2 separate regions of the Sorghum bicolor genome follow, and region 2 is linked to region 1. The links are chromatin contacts, called in public HiCAR-type maps. All regions are on one chromosome and are shown on one strand. Each heading gives the region's core, a stretch centred on a gene start, on an enhancer-like site or on the middle of the called end of the contact. The rest is flanking DNA. Distances are from core to core; before and after follow the strand shown. Region 1 holds the start of LOC8064295. Region 2 holds the start of LOC110429690 (protein SPIRAL1-like 3).

Evidence for each region. HiCAR-type assays count read pairs that join an accessible place to other places.
Region 2: a HiCAR-type map of leaf shows a contact between it and region 1, with 2.7 times the contacts expected there. The contact joins the promoter of LOC110429690 here to the promoter of LOC8064295 in region 1. A contact is called at or near these places in 1 of 4 Hi-C or Micro-C datasets (leaf) and 1 of 1 datasets of contacts at active chromatin or transcription factors (leaf).

Annotation. Positions count from the first base shown.
Region 1 is chr8:48,983,420-48,987,193 of Sorghum_bicolor_NCBIv3, forward strand. It overlaps LOC8064295, which reads right to left and starts at 1,664. Exons shown (of 3, transcript XM_002443173.2): 1 at 1,185-1,664; 2 at 983-1,053. The coding sequence starts at 1,539.
Region 2 is chr8:49,056,622-49,060,238 of Sorghum_bicolor_NCBIv3, forward strand. It overlaps LOC110429690 (protein SPIRAL1-like 3), which reads right to left and starts at 2,321. Exons shown (of 3, transcript XM_021446050.1): 1 at 2,176-2,321; 2 at 1-151. The coding sequence starts at 128.

The DNA of each region.
Region 1 (3,774 bases), core at 414-2,913:
TGCTACCAAAGGTAAAAATATGCCATGGAGTGACCACCTGAGGACTAGGGTGTCGGCAAAGACTTTTACAGCATCAGAAATCTGTGATGTCACTTCACATTATTCTAGCAACGGAAGGTACAATCTAGGTCATTTTCATGAATTGCACGAATCAATAAACATTGGTCCTTGTCTGGAACACTGAATTCGACAGTAGATTTGGAGAGAAGTTGAATTTATGGGGAAAAAGAAGAAGAATGTACCGACGGTATAAAATTCTTGTGTTCCAAGCAGGCGTCATCAGTCAAAGCCACGCTACTGGTTAGGTAATAGAGTAAAGATCTCTGCTAAGACTACTAATTATCATAGGGGCATACACATGCTAGATTTCCATTTTTTGAGCCAAATTTGGGGATTATGGGGTGTGCTGTTGCGCTATGCATTTCGGCAGACACAAAACTATGGCGCAAACAACAGAAAAATGGATCTTCGTGAACAATTGAATCCTACTATTGTACATTCAATGTATTCTGTTGCATGTACGTACCAAAGAGAACAGAGCAGGACTGCAGGAGATGACCTGCTCAACAGATACTTTCTGTACCATCCAAAGATGTCAATTATTTAGGAGGAAGGACCAGGAATAGTTATGAGCTATCAGCAATGGATGGCATCAGATCAGGGACTCCTCTTTATACACCGTCACTAATAAGACATTGAATGCATACCAGTTCTAGCTTTGGAACACCACAACATCAATGCCAATCTTAATCTTTGATCTTGCAGTAAGTTAGTTAGTTGCGAGACGAAATTAGTATTGCAATTAGTGTCGCCTTGCAAATCTTGATGTTCTTTTAATACATCATCAAGTTTACTTTTCATTTCTTTGTCCATATAATTCCACTTGCTAAATTAATGCTTCTTGAAGCTAATACTACTACTATCAGAAAGAAAAATCATGCCCTCTTTTCTCTGTATCATTTGTGATTATTGCAGTTGTTACCTCTGGTCTCTTGGCCTGGCAGATGCTCCTCATTGCCTCCAGGTGCTGACTACTCCCTCTTGGATCGCGTCCTAATTTAATTCAGATGATTATTATGCACCAAACAAGAAAAGACCCATCTCCCTCGTTCTTCAAACACGTAATGATCGAAGTTTGTAATTAATCAGGACGCAAACACTAGATGATTACGCAGCTTACGCACGGTTCTTGCCGTTGCCGCCGCCGGCGCCGCCCCTGACGACGTCGAGCAGGACCACCGTGTCGCAGGGCCGGACGGCGTGCGACAGCGCCCACTGCAGCGCCGTCCGGGCCTCCTCGCTGCCGCCGTCCGCCGCCACCATCACCTTCCTCCCCACGACGACGGCCTCCACGCCACCCTTCTTGTTAGCCTCCTCGTCTTCCTGCTTGCCATCCTTCAGCGACTTGCATATGCCACCGCCGCCGTCGTCGTCGAAGGAGGTCTTCTTGTTGGCGCATATCGACAGCGGTGCGGCAGTGGACGCAGTACCGCCGGACCTGATCCGGTGGAGGCAGAAGGAAGAGAGCGGCCTGGCCATGGCGTCGGGTGTTCGCGTTTGCCGGGGTTTATTTCTAGCTCTAGCTGCAGTCTGCAGGGCGAATGAGGTTATTCAGAGGAGCTCAGAGGAGTGAATGAACTGAAGGGAGAGGGGGCAGAGTGGTATGGGTGGAGAGAGACCAATTAGTACCGGCTGGCATGTGGGTCCCACCGAAAGTGTAGGGGCAAAACCGTAAAAGGTTCACGGTGATGTGTTTGTGTAGATGTTTGTGCTTGTCCCATGCACATACGGATGGTTTTGTAGGTCGGCTTGCGGCCACCTACGCGCGCCTTTTCTTTTCTTCTAGTCTAGCTATATATCCTTATGTATTTTACCTTTCTGGTGAACTTTTAATTTTTAAATTCACAACTGCTAATCGCAAAAAAAGAGAGAGAGGATTAATAAACGCATTCCTTAACTTACTCCAATTTGATTAGTGTCTACTCTCTTGTTTTAAATTAAATCAACTTTTAAAGTAGTTTTAAGTTAAACTATTTTAATTTTAATCAAATTTGTGAAAAAGAACATCAATATTTATGACATCAAATTTGTATCACTACACATTATAAAATACATTTTCAAAATATATTTATTTAGTGTCAAAGACATGTTACTTTTTCCTATAAAGTTGACCGAACTAAAGATAATTTGAATTATGGTGATTCTAGGCATTAATTTATTTTTGGGATGCAGGAGTATAAGTGCAGGTGGTCTGTGTATTGGTTATGAATGTGCTATCGGAAAGGAGCATGATGAATAAATTTGCAACATCAGTTCTAACTTTTGTGTTTGGATTTCTAGTTCGCAAACTTAATTTGTTCCATTTGGACTCTTCTTTATATTAATGTAATCTGTACTCCTGCTTGGTTTCTGCTTGAATCGTTTTTTTTAAGATACTCCTAAACATAAATGTCTGCTTTTAAACTGAGCAGTCTCTCCCAAATCCAGACAGCGCCAGCTGCAGTTAACTTGATCTCTATTTTATTACATAATCAACAGATTTACCATCATACACCTTATTTAAATTTGAAATTTCAAACATGTGCTGTCTATGGTTCTTTGGTAATCCCTATATCGAACAAATCATTGCACTTGATTAAGAATAGTGTGATCCAAGGAAAGAGGAACAAAGAAAGGGCATTATTAATTTAGGACATATATTCTGTCAATCAATCATCATGGCCCCTGCATGGATCTAGCTTGAAATGCTTATCTTATATATCCTAGCCTTTTGTTTGGCCATAAAGGCTGACATTATAGCATGATTTGGTGACCAAAATGCAGGCATGTGTTTGACAAATGTGTGTTTCCTGCTGGCTCATGGCCATCTACATCAATCAAATATGTACACATATTCCGTTTGCTTGTGTTACATCACCGACAAGGCCAGCACAGCTCTGGGTTTGTTGCTATGCGCACTCATGATAGCGCCACGTACGGATCGTGAACTGGGGCTTGTTAGTTCAAAAAACTGAAAAGTTTTCGAAACTGTAGCACTTTCGTTTTTATTTGACAAACATTATCTAATTATGGAGTAACTAGGCTTAAAAGATTCATCTCGTGATTTACAGGTAAACTGTGCAATTAGTTTTTATTTTCGTCTATATTTAATACTCCATATATGTGGCGTAAGATTCGATGTGACGGGGAATCTTGAAAAGATTTTGGTTTTTGGGTTGAACTAAACAAGGCCCTGGTGATTTTTTTTCTTTGTGGTAGCCGTGAACGTGATAGTGTGGTATTCTTTTAATTTGCACGTTTGTGTGTAGCATAAGATGGCAACAGATTATTTGAACAAAAGTTGCCTTGAGTTTCTTGAGGTAGCTGCATCATGATGGCACCTTTTTCATATAAGAGTCAGATGTGGCACTAGAAGCTGGACATTTGAATTCTAGTTAAAATTGTGGCAGCTTTAGCATAAATAAAAAATAGGAAGGCCAGGTCATCATCATATATAGCCCAGGGGTTCCACTTACATGAGTATGATGATGTACAAGTCTTTCTAAAAGCTTAATTATTCATCAATGCACGTTTTCTACTTTCCTTGGTTTTTCTTTTTTGTGTGTGTTCAAAATAGCTTGGTTCCTTCATAATAGAAAAATGACTTCTATACATGCCCGCAAAAAAAAAGAAAACACTTCTATACAGTTTTTCTATTCTATTGAATAATGGTTCTAGCCAACTCTTTCTAATGATATCTTAAGTCATCCCTCAAAAAATTACATCTTAAGTTCT
Region 2 (3,617 bases), core at 1,071-3,570, 74 kb after region 1:
TTCTCTGCAGAAGATGGAGGAGCTGGCTTTTGGGGTGCAGGCTTCTCAGCTGATTTTGGAGCTTCGTCACTGCCAAAGAGATAGCCCAAGGAACTCTGACCACCTCCACTACTAACACCACGACCCATCTTACCAAAGCTTTTCAATTAATCTGCAAAATCAGTTTCAAATATTGAAACAGTGTTATCCCCAGAGGAACCAAAAATCTCAAGCAGCACACAGCACAATAATAAAGTTCCAGAAGACAGCATCCATGCTTAACAACCAAAGGAATTTCACTGGTGCTCTTTTATTTGTTGCTACAAACACTATACTGTAAAGCTGTTCTGTTGCCAGCATCTAGTAGCTAGATTTCCTCTTCCACATGTCAGCGCCAAGCATCCATGTCACACCAAACGGTGGTCTTACAGGGTGTCAGAAGAACCTTCAGAAGCAGCATAGGCCTCATGTGACAAAAGGCCGAAGCAACAGCTGGTGCTCGCATGTGGAGAAGATAGACCCTAGCATGACGAATGCTTGCTTGGTAGTTGGGACCACGTCAAGAGGACAGCAACAAACCAAGGAGGTGGTGCACATAGAGCAGCATCAGCAAATAAACCTCCATCCATGGCTTCTGTCCAACAATGCCGGCAAATAGTACATGCAACAATAACCACAAGAAATTGGGAGAAAGGGCTAGAGCAGTCCATCGACTCACAAAGGTCAATCCAAGCGAGGTACGCAAATGAAAGACCCGGCGGCCAGCAGATCAAGGACCAGTGGCGAGCGAGCTCCGCAGAGGATCGTTGGACAAAGTTGTGTATTATTTACTGGAGAGGATGTAATGAGATGACAGATTAACATGCTAGAAGCCTAATTAAGTGACAGCATATCAATTGAAGGTGATGGGGGGCAGTCTCAATTGGAATTTGGTGGGGATCGCACCAATCTGAAGCTTGCAAGAGCCTGGGAAGAAGGGAAGCTGCAATGGGGAAAGTGATATGTATGGTGGGACCAGGAATAAAGGTACTGGCCGGGTTGCGCTCGCGTTGATATGGAGTCGAGAGCAGTTTATATGTCTGTGCTGTGAGACCGGTGACCACAAACGTGTCATCATAGATGTGGAGCATGAACTTTGGTTGAGGCTAAGAACGCTGCTAGCTTGCATTGCTCGTGCCCTAAGCTAAGGGGCACGTCCACAATAACATATTACACATATAATGATGTATATAAGTAGGCACATATAAGAGCAGATTTTGATTGCTGATCAACCATCCTCTCCACCGCACCTCTTAGCCCCCATGGCCCCACCCCAAAAACAAAAAGGCGTGTGATTCTGACTGAGTCCGTAAAACTGAAACCATTAATTAACTGCGGTTTGATACTTTTCATTGCTTCCTTTTTAAGCAATGTTGTTGAACCACACACAAGGAATAATAATAAACTAGTGCGACAAGCTCTGCTCAATTATTAGTTAAGAGAAAAGTGCTACACGTCTAAAGAAATTGGTCAGGTACAGCCTATTGATGTATCCACCTCAACTCCCTCCCCTCCTGATGTGCAAGTCACTGATAGCGGCAGCAAACAACAAATGGTGACATATAGAATTTCCCATCCATAGTGACACACGCAGGGCCAATTGGGCAACGGCACTGTTCCTCCAACATAAATTACATTCGTCATCATCACACCGACAAGAGAAAACCTTACACACAAAAAGAAAAGAAGAACTAAATTTGCGTCGTGCAACAGACAATTTAGTAACAGATATCAGCGAATCTCTGAGCCTAATCCCGAATCCACGACAGGTAACTGTGGCAAAGCGAGTAACACATCCCCGCCAAATCTTCGCGCTGGGATCTGAATCCGCGCACCGCGAGCCCAGATCACATCGTGAAGGCAGCAACAACGAGGCGAGGCGAGGCGAGGCTCGAACGCCGACACATTCCGTAGACCTCGAGCAGCAAAATTCAGGCGAAGATCCTGCCCCAATTAGCCCGACCCACAACAGCGAGAACACGCGCACTGAGCTGCCACATCAAGCAGGCCGTCCTAGTTTAGTAGACCCCGAACTGCCGAACTCCGGGCCTAGAAATTCGGGACAAATTTCTACCGGATCGCCCGAATGGCGGCAAAGGGGAATGGGTGTCGGGAGCGGGCCAAGGCACGGGGCCAGATTTGGCGAAGGGCACGCACCTTCGTCGCCGGATCCGGGAGGAGGAGGCGGGGGATCCCGCGGCCACCACTGCTCGCTGCCCAGAGCCGCAGGAGAGGAAGGCACGCACCACATCTCCCTCGATGACTCGCGGCGTCTTATTTTAGTGGGTGGAACTTTTGCGTTGCTCACCCTCGGGTATTCGATAATCAGATTTCATCGTTGTGTTACCCTTTGACATTGACAAGGTAACCGGCGAAATGGTGATGGATGGTTTACAACACGGGGGCAAAAGTAGATGGTAGGTAGGCGTGCAAATGCATCCTGAATAATCTAAATGATTTTAAAATTTTATTAGCTATTTTTTTCTCGTAACAAATTAGCGAACAGGCTATCTATGGTATTAGGTGATAGGTAGGGGTGCAGATGCATCCCTAGAAAAATATAAATTCAATAACTTTAACTACAATTAAAATTTTACTATATATACATTCTATGATATAAGTCTATGCACCACAAGGTAGGTACTCGTCTAATTTGCTTAAACTTTGCCACTGATTTATAGATTACAACAATCACATCAAAATTTGTGGGTTTAGTGAAACCTAGTTGTTTGAATGCTTACAGTAATGTTTATGTGGGTTGATTTTAATCTGATAGAAACTTTGGTAATTGATTCGTCAATGCATATTCTGTGTTTCTCACACCTAAATATAGATCGTTATGTTTGTTAGTTCTCAAATAAGGGCCAAAAGATAATGTGTTTTTTAGCATGTTTTGGTAGGGCACACAAAACTGCTAGAGGCCCCAATGTTAGGTGCTTGCTTTGGATTTGATCAATTAGTATGGCTAGATAACAGTGATGTAGCAGATTTTTATAATGATTATAATTTAAGGTATGTTTTGACCTATAAAAAACTAGAGACTCTACACTATCCATCATTATGCTCTTTCTCTTTGATTACCTTCGCTATGACAATTGATTAAAACAATGTGACAAAGAAGATGGTACTTGCTCCGTTCAGAAAAGAATGCAATTTATGGGAATTGTGTCGGTGAAAATTAGCTCAAATTTGATCAAGTTTATAGTTAGCATTTATATCTCTAAATAAATTTATTATAAAAATATATAGATACCTAATCTGATGATATCTTTTGTTTCCTGAGTGTTAATACTTTTTTATATAACTTTAGTCAAAGTTTACATAGATTTGACTCAACGAAATGTGAGAATTGCATTTTTTTTTATGGACGGAGGTAGTAATAGAGAGGACATGCGCTCCATTTAGCTTCGTTTTGTCAATAGACTTTAATATATTTTGTTTAGTCTATGAAAGCAACAATAAAAAAGGCCCAATCTTAATGTATATGCTAAGGTTTTGTCTGGTTATGGCCAGAATTTTACATTTTAATTACTAAGCCTTGCTATTGAAACTACTCCTATTTTTTTACATGTCATATTAGGTTTGTCCTAAGACAAATA